Linked DNA regions of Mus musculus: regions 2, 3, 4 and 5 are each linked to region 1. A link is a contact called in public HiChIP or PLAC-seq and promoter capture Hi-C data. All regions are on one chromosome and are shown on one strand. Each heading gives the region's core, a stretch centred on a gene start, on an enhancer-like site or on the middle of the called end of the contact. The rest is flanking DNA. Distances are from core to core; before and after follow the strand shown. Region 1 holds the start of Cyp4f18 (cytochrome P450, family 4, subfamily f, polypeptide 18). Region 2 holds the start of Mvb12a (multivesicular body subunit 12A). Region 3 holds the start of Colgalt1 (collagen beta(1-O)galactosyltransferase 1). Region 4 holds the start of Jak3 (Janus kinase 3). Region 5 has its middle 9.0 kb from the start of Gm35572.

What was found. Promoter capture Hi-C pulls out the DNA fragments that hold promoters and counts their contacts. HiChIP or PLAC-seq counts read pairs in DNA pulled down with a chosen protein or histone mark. Capture Hi-C pulls out chosen DNA fragments and counts their contacts.
Region 2: a contact with region 1 is called in a promoter capture Hi-C map of embryonic stem cells, with 3 times the contacts expected there. The contact joins the promoter of Mvb12a here to the promoter of Cyp4f18 in region 1. A contact is called at or near these places in 4 of 39 promoter capture datasets (embryonic stem cells, hippocampal neurons, pre-B cells and 1 more).
Region 3: a promoter capture Hi-C map of pre-B cells shows a contact between it and region 1, with 2.1 times the contacts expected there. The contact joins the promoter of Colgalt1 here to the promoter of Cyp4f18 in region 1. A contact is called at or near these places in 4 of 39 promoter capture datasets (the SN4741 cell line, hippocampal neurons, pre-B cells and 1 more).
Region 4: a promoter capture Hi-C map of adipose tissue shows a contact between it and region 1. The contact joins the promoter of Jak3 here to the promoter of Cyp4f18 in region 1. A contact is called at or near these places in 1 of 115 datasets of contacts at active chromatin or transcription factors (large pre-B cells) and 3 of 9 other capture datasets (adipose tissue, liver and macrophages).
Region 5: a contact with region 1 is called in an H3K27ac HiChIP or PLAC-seq map of acute myeloid leukemia, with 5 times the contacts expected there. The contact joins the enhancer-like site here to the promoter of Cyp4f18 in region 1. A contact is called at or near these places in 9 of 39 promoter capture datasets (the 3T3-L1 cell line, the HPC-7 cell line, cranial neural crest and 6 more), 1 of 15 datasets of contacts at CTCF or cohesin (pro-B cells), 2 of 484 Hi-C or Micro-C datasets (Sertoli cells and cerebellum), 5 of 115 datasets of contacts at active chromatin or transcription factors (the 230-238 cell line, acute myeloid leukemia and embryonic stem cells) and 2 of 9 other capture datasets (adipose tissue and macrophages).

Annotation. Positions count from the first base shown.
Region 1 is chr8:72,008,344-72,010,892 of GRCm38.p6, reverse strand. It overlaps Cyp4f18 (cytochrome P450, family 4, subfamily f, polypeptide 18), which reads left to right and starts at 1,267. Exons shown (of 13, transcript NM_024444.2): 1 at 1,267-1,314; 2 at 1,651-1,849. The coding sequence starts at 1,652. It overlaps Gm51535 (a long non-coding RNA gene), which reads right to left. Exons shown (of 3, transcript XR_003947403.1): 1 at 2,242-2,549; 2 at 1,115-1,209; 3 at 1-885.
Region 2 is chr8:71,541,648-71,544,196 of GRCm38.p6, reverse strand. It overlaps Mvb12a (multivesicular body subunit 12A), which reads right to left and starts at 1,267. Exons shown (of 9, transcript NM_028617.2): 1 at 1,140-1,267; 2 at 966-1,064; 3 at 714-810. The coding sequence starts at 1,223.
Region 3 is chr8:71,609,757-71,612,305 of GRCm38.p6, reverse strand. Colgalt1 (collagen beta(1-O)galactosyltransferase 1) reads right to left here and starts at 1,282. Exons shown (of 12, transcript NM_146211.3): 1 at 862-1,282; 2 at 112-222. The coding sequence starts at 1,106.
Region 4 is chr8:71,675,104-71,677,652 of GRCm38.p6, reverse strand. It overlaps Jak3 (Janus kinase 3), which reads right to left and starts at 1,270. Exons shown (of 25, transcript NM_010589.6): 1 at 1,070-1,270.
Region 5 is chr8:71,745,911-71,748,459 of GRCm38.p6, reverse strand. No RefSeq gene overlaps it. Among named protein-coding and RNA genes, the nearest start is that of Gm35572, 9.0 kb to the left of the region's middle. Within about 2 kb of position 1,264, at least 27 of the 459 cell types and tissues checked have an H3K27ac peak or open chromatin away from gene starts, as enhancers often do. A contact at or near this core is called in acute myeloid leukemia, where this site is marked.

The DNA.
Region 1 (2,549 bases), core at 18-2,517:
CTGTGGGCCAGGATGTAAAGCTCTCAGCTATTGCTCCACTGCTATGTGTGCTGCCATGTTTCCACCATGATGACAATGGACTGAACCTCTGAAACTGTAAGCCAGCCCCAATTAAATGATTTCTTTTCTAAGAATTGTCTTGGCCATGGTGTCTCTTCACAGCAATAGAACAGTGACTAAGATATGAATCACCATGATTTTTATTTTAAATTGTGTGTATGTATGTTCGTGTCTTTGTGTGGATATGTACATGTGAGTGTGGGTACTCAAGGAGGCCAGAAGAGAGTTGGAATGATGGTGGAGGCTTTCACTGTAGCCCAAGTGGGCCTTGAACTACATTCTTTTCTCAGCCTCTCAAGTGTTTGGATGACAGGCATAGGACACTGTGACTCTATTGAGGGCTCTAGCCACCTGACATCCTGGCTGTCTGGCTGGAGGAGGCACTGAGGATGTAGAGGGAGTTATCTCTTACTCATCTTCTTTCTCAGCAGCTGTATTTGGAGCCAGCTCTTCAATACCTACAGAGCAATCTCAGGAGGCCAGGAAGTGAATAGGCAGTCTGCTGGGAAGAGTATACTGGGTATAGGAGGAAAAACAGATGGCCATTAACAATGTTTCAGGGTGCTTCTGGTATGGAACCACCTCATGCCTTGAGATCCCAGCACTGTCAATGCCCCTCTCTTGAGAGGGAACTGTTCTCAGTAGGGTGAGACAACATTGTAGAGGGAAAAAGCTTTGGGCTTTAGGGTCTGACAAACCTAAGATTGTTTTGGGCTGTGCAACTTGGCTTAGATGCTTGCCCTCTCTGAGTTTCAGTTTGTTCTTCTGTTGACACTCGGGATTCTGGTCCAGACTGCTTACAGGCTGTGTGAGGATCCTGGGCACCTGAAGAAAGCAGACAGTTTATGTAGACTAGCCAGGGCACAGGAGGCATAATTTAGGGAGAGGAGCTACAGCACTTTCCTCACACTCTTACCAAGAGCAGAGTCCCACAGTGGTGACCAGCCTGTTTTCTCACACCCTCTTTTTGGTATTTTATCTTCATGAAACCATCCACCGCTTCCTCCAAAGTCCTTACACAAGGGGTGTGAAGTCCCGAGGACCTGGTACTCACTCTTTGTGACTCTGACAGTGCAGTCTTGCTCTGCTTCAAATTGGCTCCGCCCCCACATGATGGCCACCTATCCAGGCAGGGAGAGGCAGCTGGGCCTGCAAGGGATTGGCTGGTCTAGCCTAGACTTCTCTAGGTGCCCCTGGTCAGGAGTCAGAGAAGGGGAGAGACAGACCTGGGAAACACAGTGCTCCTGAGAGAAGGTACCAGACTAGGGCCATTGGGGCTGAGAGGTCCTAGGCTGGGGCAGGACAGGAAGTCAGAAGCAGATGTTGATTTCTGGCTAATAGTCCATGGTTTAGACTCTAATCAACCCCTTTCCTCCATCCTCTTTCATTTCCTCTCTCTCTATCTCCTTCTCTTCCCCTTTCTTCCCCTCTTCTCCCCTCCTTGCCTCCTCCCATAGATTGCCCTGGGTCTCCCTTCCTCCCCAGGCATTATCCCCAACTCTCTAATTCCCTATCCCTGTCCTTTGCCCTAGACCACACTGTCCCTCTTCCATGCCCCAGGATTTCATCCTGTGTGCATTTGCCCTGCAGGATGTCACAGCTGAGCATGTCCTGGATGGGCCTGGGCCACACAGCAGCCTCTCCATGGCTGTTGCTGTTGCTGGCTGGGGCCTCCTGCCTTCTGGCTTACATCCTTACACCGATTTATGGTGTTTTTGAGAACTCTCTTCGCCTCCGCTGTTTCCCACAGCCTCCCAAACGAAACTGGATCTTGGGACACCTAGGCCTGGTGAGTGTGGTAATAAGGTGGGTCTGGGGTTTCAGGGTAAAAGGAATTGTGAAGAGCCTTGAATAGAGCCCAGGGAGCTGGGCACAGAGGTGTGCTGGACTAGAACAGCAGAATTCAAAGTGCAATCATTTACAGATGCACTGTCCTGAGCCTTTCCCACACGGAGTCTTCTCTGAGTACTTCTCCAGCCTGTTTTCTCTGCAGATGTGGGCATGCTGCAGGGCTTCCAGCAAGGCTTACTCCAACAGAGTAAGGACCTTGGTGTTCCCAGGTTCTGTTGTGCTAGACTTGAGGTCTCCTGAGGGGAGACCAGAGCCAATCTCCACTATACCATTTGTTTTCAGCTCATCTCTGGCTTCCCACTGGTCACAGAAATGACCTACAATCCTTACCCAGACACACCCAGGGGCATAGACGGTCCAGGGGAGCTCTGAGGGCTGATTTCCTAACTCCCCATTCTTCAGCGTCTTCCTCTTATGTCTGGCTTCTCCACTGAGATGTACCAGTGAGTTATGTTGCTCAATCTAGATATGATCTAGCCTCTCACTTCCTCTTTTGGAAGCCTTCTCAGAACCCATCCTCCACAGCACACTTTGAGCATAGACTTCCATCTGGTTTTCCCTCTGTGTGATTTGGAGACATTTGCTTTCTTTTAAGTGGCACAGTGCCAGGTGTACAGAGGGCCATAGAGATTCTGCCA
Region 2 (2,549 bases), core at 18-2,517, 470 kb after region 1:
ACACTAAGTCAAGAGACAGCTGCAAAAGGAGGATAGGAGAATTTGTGGACGCCTCCTCTGTCTGCACACTGACCTGACCCTCTGCACGGCAGCCTGCCAGCGGTCACTAAAGACACCGAGAGAACCAAGCACCATCGGGGAGGCGGGCAGCTGGGTCAGGCAGGGGAGAAGGGAGAGGGGAGGCTGAGCTATGCAGAGAACAGGGGAAGCCAGTTCCAGGTGGACTCGCAGTGCAAGAGCCTGGAAAGGAAAAGAGAATGGCCAGGAGGACTCACTCCGCCACAGAAGCAGAGGACAAGCAGCAGGGACCAGTGGCAGTGAGGAAGAGGGTGGGTATGCCAAAGACATCTGGGGTGGTTGTTGTTTGTTTAGGGGCGGGGTTTCATGTAGTGACAGGTATGCCCCACTATGCTCAAATTCTTAGGAAGAGCTGAGGCAAGGTCTCATTCTGTAGCCCAGGCTGGATACAAAGCTGCCTCAGCCTGAATGCTAAGACAGGTATGTGTCAACTATTTAATTCTGGAGTAGTGGGTTGAGATAAAGGCCTCACTCTGTAGCCTAGGCTGGCCTTGAACTCGCCACCATCCTCCTGCCTCAGCTTCCGGAGCTCTGCATTTACAGGTTGTGCCTTCCTGCTCAGCTAAGTCCTATTCCAAACATACACTAGCAGCCGTTCCCTGTGCCTGCCGCTCTCCCGTGCCCACGGATCTTACTGATATCCTGAGGGTCGTTGACTGCAGAGAAGCCTGACGGCAGTGGGCCCTTGTCCATCACGATCTGCATGTCCACTACCACATTGTCCTGAGGGTTCTGGGAGCACGAGAGGGGGCAGGTGGAAGGGGGCAGTCAGAGGGGAGGGGAAAGGTCAACGGTATGAGCAGTAAGGGTGGGAGAGAGTTGGAGAAGGGTCGAGGATGGCAGGGCGAGGGGCGGGGCAAACTCAGGCTCAGGCCACCCGTGCTCACCTCCGGGATGCCCAGCGTGCTCAGGCACAGGAAGTAGCCGGCTTTCTGCGCGAAGCCTCGGCCGAAGCTGGCCGTCCCGCCCTCCACGGTGCAGGTGATCTGCGGGACGCACAGGTCATCGGACTTCGTCCCCTTCCTGGCCCGTCCCCGCAACCCTTGCGCGCTCCCACTTACCGCGCTGAAACCCGGCGGCGGCGGCGCCGAGGCCGACGACCAAACCAAGCCAGCAAGCGGCGCCGAGTCCGTCCCGGGATCCATCCTTCCTGGGAGCTCAGAAGGCAGCTACAGCCCTCGGAGGGACCGGAACCTCGGACTACAACTCCCAGAACACCTTTGAAAGTGCTCCGCAAAGCAGCTAGTACGCATGCGCAAGCACTGCTGACCAGTCCAAAGTAACCGTGGAGACCCGCCCTCTGGACGCTTAAGATACGTTTGCGGAAAAAAGATTAGAACTCCCGCCCCTAAATCACTACCCAGTGTGCGGAGGGGGCGTTCACTTTCCGGACGGGACTACATTCCCCAGAATGCTGTGCGGCATCACCCTGTGACTCCTGCCTTCTGCAAGGAAACTTAACTGGTCTGGAGAGGAGGCCTGGTAGATATAGCCTGTCATTTCAGGGACTTAAAGAGGCGCATACAAGATGGTGAAAAAACCATACGAGATAGTTAGACTGATAACCAGTCTAATTAAGCCAATTAAAACTAAACGAGTAGCCGGGCATGGTGGCGCACGCCTTTAATCCCAACACTTGGGAGGCAGAGGCAGGCAGATTTCTGAGTTCAAGGCCAGCCTGGTCTACAGAGTGAGTTCCAGGACAGCCAAGGCTACACAGAGAAACCCTGTCTCGAAAACACCAAAAACACCAAACAAACAAACAAACAAACAAAAAAACCTACACGAGTCCTTTAATAATAGCCACATGTAGAGTAGCCAGAGCTTAGGGGTACAGCATTTTTAAAAGCAAAACACTTAAGAACCACAATTGTATCATTATCAGGGTCTTGAGTAACCTTGTAACATCCGTCTTTTTTGCAGAGATTGCAGTATTTTCCAGACACAAGACAATTATTTATGATTTACACTTCCTGTAGTTATTTTAGGTTTAGGTTTTAGCTAACACAAACATTGTCGTTAATACATCTAGACATGGTCAGGGACAAGGATAGTCCCCAGACTGTTGCCAAGACAGGTGTGGCTATTAGTGCGTGGGAGACTGAGAGTGTCTAGGCAGACACAAGTCAGTCAGAACAAGAAAGTGATGCCTTAATCATTTCTATTGCAGGAATTCGAGGTCTACCTGGGCTACAGGATACCCTGCTTTAAACAAACAGACAACAAACAAACCCCAACAAAACAAAAAAAATACTTTAAATACTAGCAAAAAGGAAATGAACCAAAAAAAGAAAAAAATAGAGTAGAAAGAAGAAGTTTGAAACACTTTCTGTTCTAGGATTTTGACCAAAGAGATCATTGTGGCTATGCAGCTGTTGACTTAAATAACAAATAATATCGCCCTGGAGGCCAGTTCACTAGCAAGCTAGGGGTTTCGTTGTTGTTCTGGTTATTTTTGTTTGTTTTGGTCG
Region 3 (2,549 bases), core at 33-2,532, 400 kb after region 1:
AAGGTCTGCTGAGAGGATAGGGACCTGGTGGGGAAGCTGACGATAGAACTGGAGCATTCTAGATCCTACCTTCCCAAGCTTCAGTACTCCAGTCGGGGATTTGAGGCTCACCTGGGTTCCTCTGCCGGTCGCCACTCCACAGAGTGGTATAAACCCTTCACTGCCACCAGCCACTCTCGAAGTATGGCTGAAGTGTTGTCAGTGTTGTGATCTGTGGCCACCCTGTGAGCACAGACAGGACAAGATGATGGCACTGGGGGTTTCCCAACCTGGCTCAGACCCATCAGCTATAACACCCTGGATAAAACTCGCTACACTCCAAGCCTGTTGCCCATCCATCGGTGACAGGGGAGTAAAGATGACACCCAGCTCACTAGTACACAACTGAACAGAACCTGCTGGTTTGGAAAGCACATTGGTGTGAGACCCTGTCACAAAGATAAGTTCATTAACTTTGTTAGCGTGGAATGCTGGCCCGAGCCTCAGGAATCTTATCTGGAAGTCCCGGAGTTCGCTATAAGGGTCTGGAAGCACCAGCCTGGCCCATTCTAAGGAGTCAGAGGTTCTAGGATGGTAGCTCGCTGTGAGGGCTGGCAGCAAATCAGAACAGATTCCTAAGTACCTGAGGGGAGGAGGCAGCAGCTTGGGGTCCCAAGCCGCAGTGGGGACGAGCCCGGGCACTATGGATATAGAGCCGAGCCCCCTCAAGTGCGTAATCCCTGGGGTACATAACTCAGGTCCTCAGAAAGAGGACCGAGTCTCCGCAGCGCACAGCCGAGCCCAAGTGCATAGCAACCTCCCTCCGGTAGAGACTTGAGTCCCGCCTAGTCCCGGTGCACCGCGCAAGGGCCCGCAGCTCACCACAGCGCCGTGCGCTCCCGTGGGTGGCGCAGCTGCTCCAGGGCGCCCAGCGTGGCGGGCAGCGCGGGTGCCGCGTTCCGCGCCAGCAGCGCGATGAGCACGCGCGGCGCCTGTAGCGGGGACTCGGGGCTCCAGCGCTCCTCTGGAAAGTAGCCGTCCGCGCCGCGCGGGCCGCCCAGCGGCGGCAGCAGTAGGAGCAGTGGCAGCAGCGGCAGCCCGCGTGACCCGCGTGGCAACGCCGCCATCGCGCCACGCGTCGCCTTTAAGCAGCTTTTCTGCCGGGGGACGAGGGCCGCGCCTTAAAGGAGTCGGCGGCGGGAAGGACACATCCAGGTCCCACCCCTGACACGCTCCTTAAAGGGAAGTGGCCCGCGGGTCATACTGTGAGTCCTGGAGAGAGGCATGACAAGGCTACGCCTTTAAAAGCTTCCACTGCTTTCCGCCGACCGCAATAACCCGGTCACAAGACGTCACTTGCGGGGAGGTTCCGGAAGCCCCGCCCCTAGCTCGAGCTTTAAAGACACAGACAGTTCTTTGACCACGCCCTGAGAGTGTTCTGTTTTGGAGCCCTCTAATCTCACGCGGTGGCTCTTTACAGAAGCTTCTTCTATTTAGAACCATGTCATCTCAGTTTCCAAGGTTGCGACATGGTTATTTTTGTTTGTTCGTTGCTCCATTTAAGAAGCCATCGAGCCGGGCAGTGGTGGCCCACGCCTTTAATCCCAACACTTGGGAGGCAGAGGCAGGCGGATTTCTGAGGTCATGGCCAGCCTGGTCCACAGAGTGAGTTCCAGGACAGCCAGGGCTACACAGAGAAAGCCTGTCTCGAAAAATCATTAAAAAAAAAAAAAGCCAGCGAAATGGCTCAGTGGGTAAAATCGCTTGCTACCATGTCTGAGGATCCAGAATCCTCAGTCCCCAAATTGTATTGCCCTCTGGCCTTCTTAAAAATGGCTTGTGTGGGGCTGGTGAGATGGCTCAGCGGGTAAGAGCACCCGACTGCTCTTCCGAAGGTCCAGAGTTCAAATCCCAGCAACCACATGGTGGCTCACAACCATCCGTAACAAGATCTGACTCCCTCTTCTGGTGTGTCTGAAGACAGCTACAGTGTACTATTGTTATAATAACAAATAAATCTTAAAAAAAAAAATGGCTTGTGTGCGCCCCTTCCTGCTCTTACTGTTGTTTTCATTTTCTGTGTTTCAGTGTTTTGCCTACATGTACGGCTGTATAACGTGTGTGTGTGTGTGTGTGTGTGTGTGTCCCTGTTCTCCAAGGAGGTTAAAAGAGGGCATCAACTCCTCTAGAACTGGAGTTGCGGATAGTTGTCAACCACTGTGTGGTGTTGGAAATAGAACACCACTCAGGTCTGAGCACCTTTACCTACAGAACCATCCCACTAGCCCATTTCTCCTGGTTTGTTTTTAAAACAGGTTCTTACTCGGCAAGCTCACTCTATAAATTCACAGCTATACTTCTGCTTCATTCTCCTGTGTTCTGGGACAGGCATATACCACCAGGCCAGCAGACTGGTAAAATCCACATAGATTTTCCTACTCTGGTCCCTAGCCTCTAGAGGACCCTAGGGTCCACAAGACATCTCCTGATAGGTTATTTCTCCACCACTGGTGAAATGAGCCAATTTATGCCAGATTCGATTATATTAAAGATGGGTAGTTTTACTGGGG
Region 4 (2,549 bases), core at 21-2,520, 330 kb after region 1:
TGTGCACCCCTCCCATGATAAGACAACAAAAGTAGGCATAGCAGCACACACTTTTGACCAGAAAACTCCAGAGGGGGAGGCAGAAGATTAGAAGGCCAAGGCCAAGAAGGGCAGTGGTGGCACACGTCTTTAATCCCAGCACTTGGGAGGCAGAGGCAGGTGGATTCTGAGTTGGAGGCCAGCCTGGTCTACAAAGTGAGTTCCAGGACAGCCAGGGCTACATAGAGAAACCCTGTCTCGAAAAAAGAAAGAGAGAGAGAGAGAAGTCCCAGGCCAGCGCATGAGACTGTATTTTAAAAAATAAAAAAATCTAGCTTGGCGGTGGTGGTGGTGCATGCCTTTAATCCCAGCACTCTGGAGTCAGAGGCATGTGAATCTCTGTGAGTTGGAAGCCAACCTGGGCTACAGAGTGAGTTCCAGGGCTACACAGAGAAACCCTGTCTCAAATCGAGAACTGAAGAAGTCATTAACCTATTACCAGAGGTGGTGGTACACAACTGTCATTATATGTTCAAGGTCAGACCCTGTCTCAAGAAACAAATTAGGGTGACCAACATGGCTTAGGGAGTAAAGACGCGCTTGCCACCTAGCCTGCTGGTCCCCAGGATCCACATGTTAGAAGGCGCGAACCCACTCCTCTGACCTCGGAACATGTGCAACGCACACACACGCAGAATAAAACAGATTAAAATGTTATAGAAGTGTACAAAAATAAAACCATCAACATTGTCTTCCCTGTTCTTTTGCTCCTGGGAAGGCTGCAGGAGGATTGCTATGAGTTTGGGGCTACATAGTGACTTCTAAGCCAGCAGGGCTACGGACGGAGAGCCATCCTCAAAATATAAGACATAAAACAACAAAGCGGACACGAATATTAAAGAAGTATGAGATTATACCAAATGGAAAGTTCAGGCCCTTTACTTCCCCACTCCTAGAACAGGGAGGGTGGGGTTGGGGAGCCCGCCGCGCATGCGCGCTGCTGAGCCGCCAATGCGGTGTCTAGGCAGCGCCCCGCTCCCGCTCCCGCGCCCGCACACCCGCGCCCTGAACCTGTGCCCCGCGCTCCTACCTGCAGCTGTGCCGAGGCAAAGGACAGCCGAGGCTGCGACAGGAAAGTCCCTGCTCCTTCCTGTGCGGCCCCTGAGCTTCCTGGCCGCCGTCATTTACGGAAAGTCAGGGCGCCCTGGGGGCGGGGCGGGGCGGGAAGCCCGGGGGAGACTAGAAACCTGTGCCGCAGGCCACCCTTCTGGGGTGGGAGCTGTGCAGAGACAGAAAGGCTGGGGTGCTGCTGGGGACCTGAGCTTACAGAGCACTCCCCGCCTCGGGCTCCTGTCTTTGCATGTCCTTGGAACAACCTGAGCCAGCCCGGGCAGGGACTTGCTGCGGCTAGAACACATTTCAGGCTTCAGTTTCCACTCCGCCTCCAACCTTTAACCTCCTAAAAGACACACTGCGTAATGTTTAAAAAAAAAAATTACGGGCGGAAAAAAACCAAACCTCTGGGCCTCCAGTCCTAATGAACTAAGAGGGGCCTTCTCCTGGGAAGCCCACCTGCTTGCTGGGCGTGCCCCCACTTCCTCTGAAAACCTCGCCTTTTATTCTGCTCAAAAGCTATGAGATGAGGCTTGCTAGAAGGCTGAGGAGTATACGCTATCGCCACACAAATCGACTTGAGTTCCATCACTGGAACCCACAGGTACAGCTTGGAGGATTCTGAAAAGAACTCCTAGGCCTCAGATGGTGATGGCAGGAGCCCGTTCTCCAGTCCTCCATCCCTGGCTATGCACCCTGGTGCCTCCGTTTACCCATCTGTTGCCAGTGGCAGTGTCTGCTGCATGGGGTAGAACTAAGAGTGATCCTGGGGGAGAGAACTGTGCAGCTGTGCTTCCCTAAAGCATGCCAAGTTCTGTTCTCAGATGCCCCTCCTGGTGGGTGCCTGGGACCCAGAGCATCCACAAGTCCTTTAACACCACACACAGCAGGTCAGGCCTCTGTCTGAGAGAGGATGACGTGAGGAAACAGATGCCAGGAATGGAAACGTGAAGAGATAGCAGGTGTGATGCAGACGATGAGGCAGAAGACTGGCAGAACAAACCAATATGTGCCACACAGCTCACTGGTGGAGCTCCTACCTAGAATCCCCCAGTGAGGGGCTGGGGACACGACTCAGGGGTGGAACATTTGCATAAGCACCAATACCTGAGATTTCATCCCAGTTGCCATGTAAAACAGCTGGATGGAGGTAGGAGTATGGCTGGGTTGTTACTGGCCACCAGCATAGCTCCTTCTCTGGCCCTACCCATGTAGGACACGAAGAAGACACCAACAGGCCATTGTAGCACATGTGTGACAATCCCACCACTCAGGAGGCCAAGGCAGGAGGATTGCTGCCAGTCTGAGCCAAGCCTGGTCCACATAGAAAGTTTCAGACCAGCTCAGACTATACAACTAAACCTTGTCTTACAAAATAAATTTTAAAAAAATTTTAAGAAAAGAAGAAAAAGGCAACTGTTGGGTTCTGTTACAAATAGTTCAAAGCACATGGAACA
Region 5 (2,549 bases), core at 15-2,514, 260 kb after region 1:
CCTCTGCCTCCTGAGTGCTAGGGTCCCAGTTGTACACCACAGGCCTTGGGACATTTGTTTCTTTCCATATTTTGTGTTTGCACCTGTGTCAGGATGCACAAGTGCGTATCAGAGGACAATTTGCAGGATTCCACCATGTGGATTTTGGGGATTGAACTCAGATCACTGGGTTTAGCAGTAAGCACCTCTACTTGCTGAGCCATCTCACTGGCCCCTGGAAGCTGGTTTAAATGTTAATCATTTTAATCCAGCAGATACCAGTCATTCCCACCCTCCATGAATCTCTCTAGAGAAACAAAGAGGAGGCAGGTGAACATCCCCAGCACTGTGTTTCTAAGATCCCTGAGCTAGAAACCACCACAGCAGCCATAGCTAGAGGATGGACAACTTCAACATAGCACAGGTACCAAAAGGTACCACCCTCTGATACTTAGATGGAACCACAAAACTGGAAAAACACTGGCCCCCAAACACTACACACAGACCTGACAATTCTGCTCTTCTACACCCCAAAGCTCAGGAACTCAAATCCCAGGATGGGACTGTATGCAGTGTGGCTTGCATTTAAAGGCAGAAACACACTAATGATGAATGGATAAATAAAATATAGTCCAACCACAGGGGGAACAGCCCTCAGGTACAGTAGGAATGCTGCACTAGTCCACAGCACATGGGTGAAGTTAGGAAACATGATGTGGCTATTGCTCAGCTGGCAGGGTGACTACCCAGCATGTGGAGTCCTGGGTTCCATCCCCCAAAATGTAGTCTGAAGGTGGTTGCACCTGCCACCCCAGCACTGGGGCAGTGGAAGCAGGAGGATCAGGAATGCAAGGACATCCTTGGTTACATAGGGAGTTTTGGCCAGCCTGGTCTGCATGACAAAAACAAAGAAATATCCCAGCACAGACAGTGTGTGTGTGTGTGTGTGTGTGTGTGTGTGTGTGTGTGTACCCCCACTGACAAGCAATGTCCAGAACAAGCCAGTCCACTGAGGCAGGAAGCAGAACAGAGGCTGCCAGGGGTTGGAGTGATGGGTATTCTAGGGCTATGGACAAGTTCTGGAATGGACAGCTGTGAGGGTTGCACAACACTGAACTACTGAGGAACTGTCTGCTTTCAATCATGAATTTTACACAATTTCAATAAAGTGGAAGTACTCAGGGTGTGTATTCCATTCTCTAAAACCCAGCTAGCCACACAGGAAGCTAGCTGACTGCTGGCTGCTGGCTGCTGGCTGCTGACTGTTGACTGCTGGCTGCTGGCTGCTTCTGGGTGACAAGATACAGAGGGTCAGGAGACCCATGTGCTTCTGATCTTGGTCATAGTAGCAGGCTTATACCACAACCTACAATGCCACACAAACTTCCTGTGACAGGTTCACACTTTTATATTGAGGATGGCCTGGACCACAGAGGGAGGACAACACTGCAGGTGACAGTGCCCACCGAGTCTGAAAAGAAGTGAATTTTTAGGATCACCTCTGCTTGAAGCAGAGCACCTACTCCCACAATGTGTCCTGTGAGCTCCACAGAACACTAACACTTACACACTAACAAAATGGAAAGTCGAACAAATCCCACTGATCAAAAAGTAAGAAATAGGCTTGGTAATGCATAGCAGTACTTGCGAGGCTGAGACAAGAGGATCCCTAGTTCTAGGCCAGCCTGGACAACAACTAGACAGACCCTGCTTCATTCAGCAAGGACAGGGTTGGGAGTCTGTAGGAACAGTAAGGGGTTGGGATGGGGTTCACAGCCATACTTGCCTGGCAGTTCAGGCCACTCTGAAACTCAATCATAGAAAGTTCCAGGTGGTGACACCAGAGTTCAAGAACATTTTGTGTGAGAAACACAGGGACTCAAACTGAAATTCTATGCCTTAATCAGTCTACACCTACATGCCTTAACACACCTACATGCCAGTTATTCACTGCCTGTTGGCCTTCAATCAAAGATGGCCTATAGAATCAACAGGGGGTCATGCAGATGACATCAACTAGTGATGGTGTAGATACTTAGTCTGCTGCATGATATTTGCAAAATGACAACAAAGACTAATGATGTACATTGAAAAACATCTGCCAAATGAGACCTGACTGCACACTACTTGTGGACCCACAAATGCACATGCTCGTGAGTACACACACAAACACACTTGCCCTGTGCACACAAGATCATACAAACATGCCCTCATGCAAGCTCTGCCACACATTTATACACATGAGCCTTCAGACATGCACCCTTGGGTCCATGCCCAATACCACAGAAACTTGCCCACAGCCAGGTTCAGTGAAAACTACCCCTCCTAGAGCTTGCGTTCTGGGAGGTGACTCCAGTGTGCCTGTCAACTGCAGGCGCAGGAGCCCTGGTTTGTTTGCCAACAGGCTGCCTGGAAACTGGTGGCCAGGGGTTACACTGCTGCCCACCCAGTACCTAACAGGGACTGTCTCCCATGGGAAAGTCCAGAAAGGTCTGTTGATAGGTTCTGTCTAGTCCCTGGGGCATAAGGCTAACGGGGAAAACTAACAGAGCTAGGTCAGCAAGCTCCAT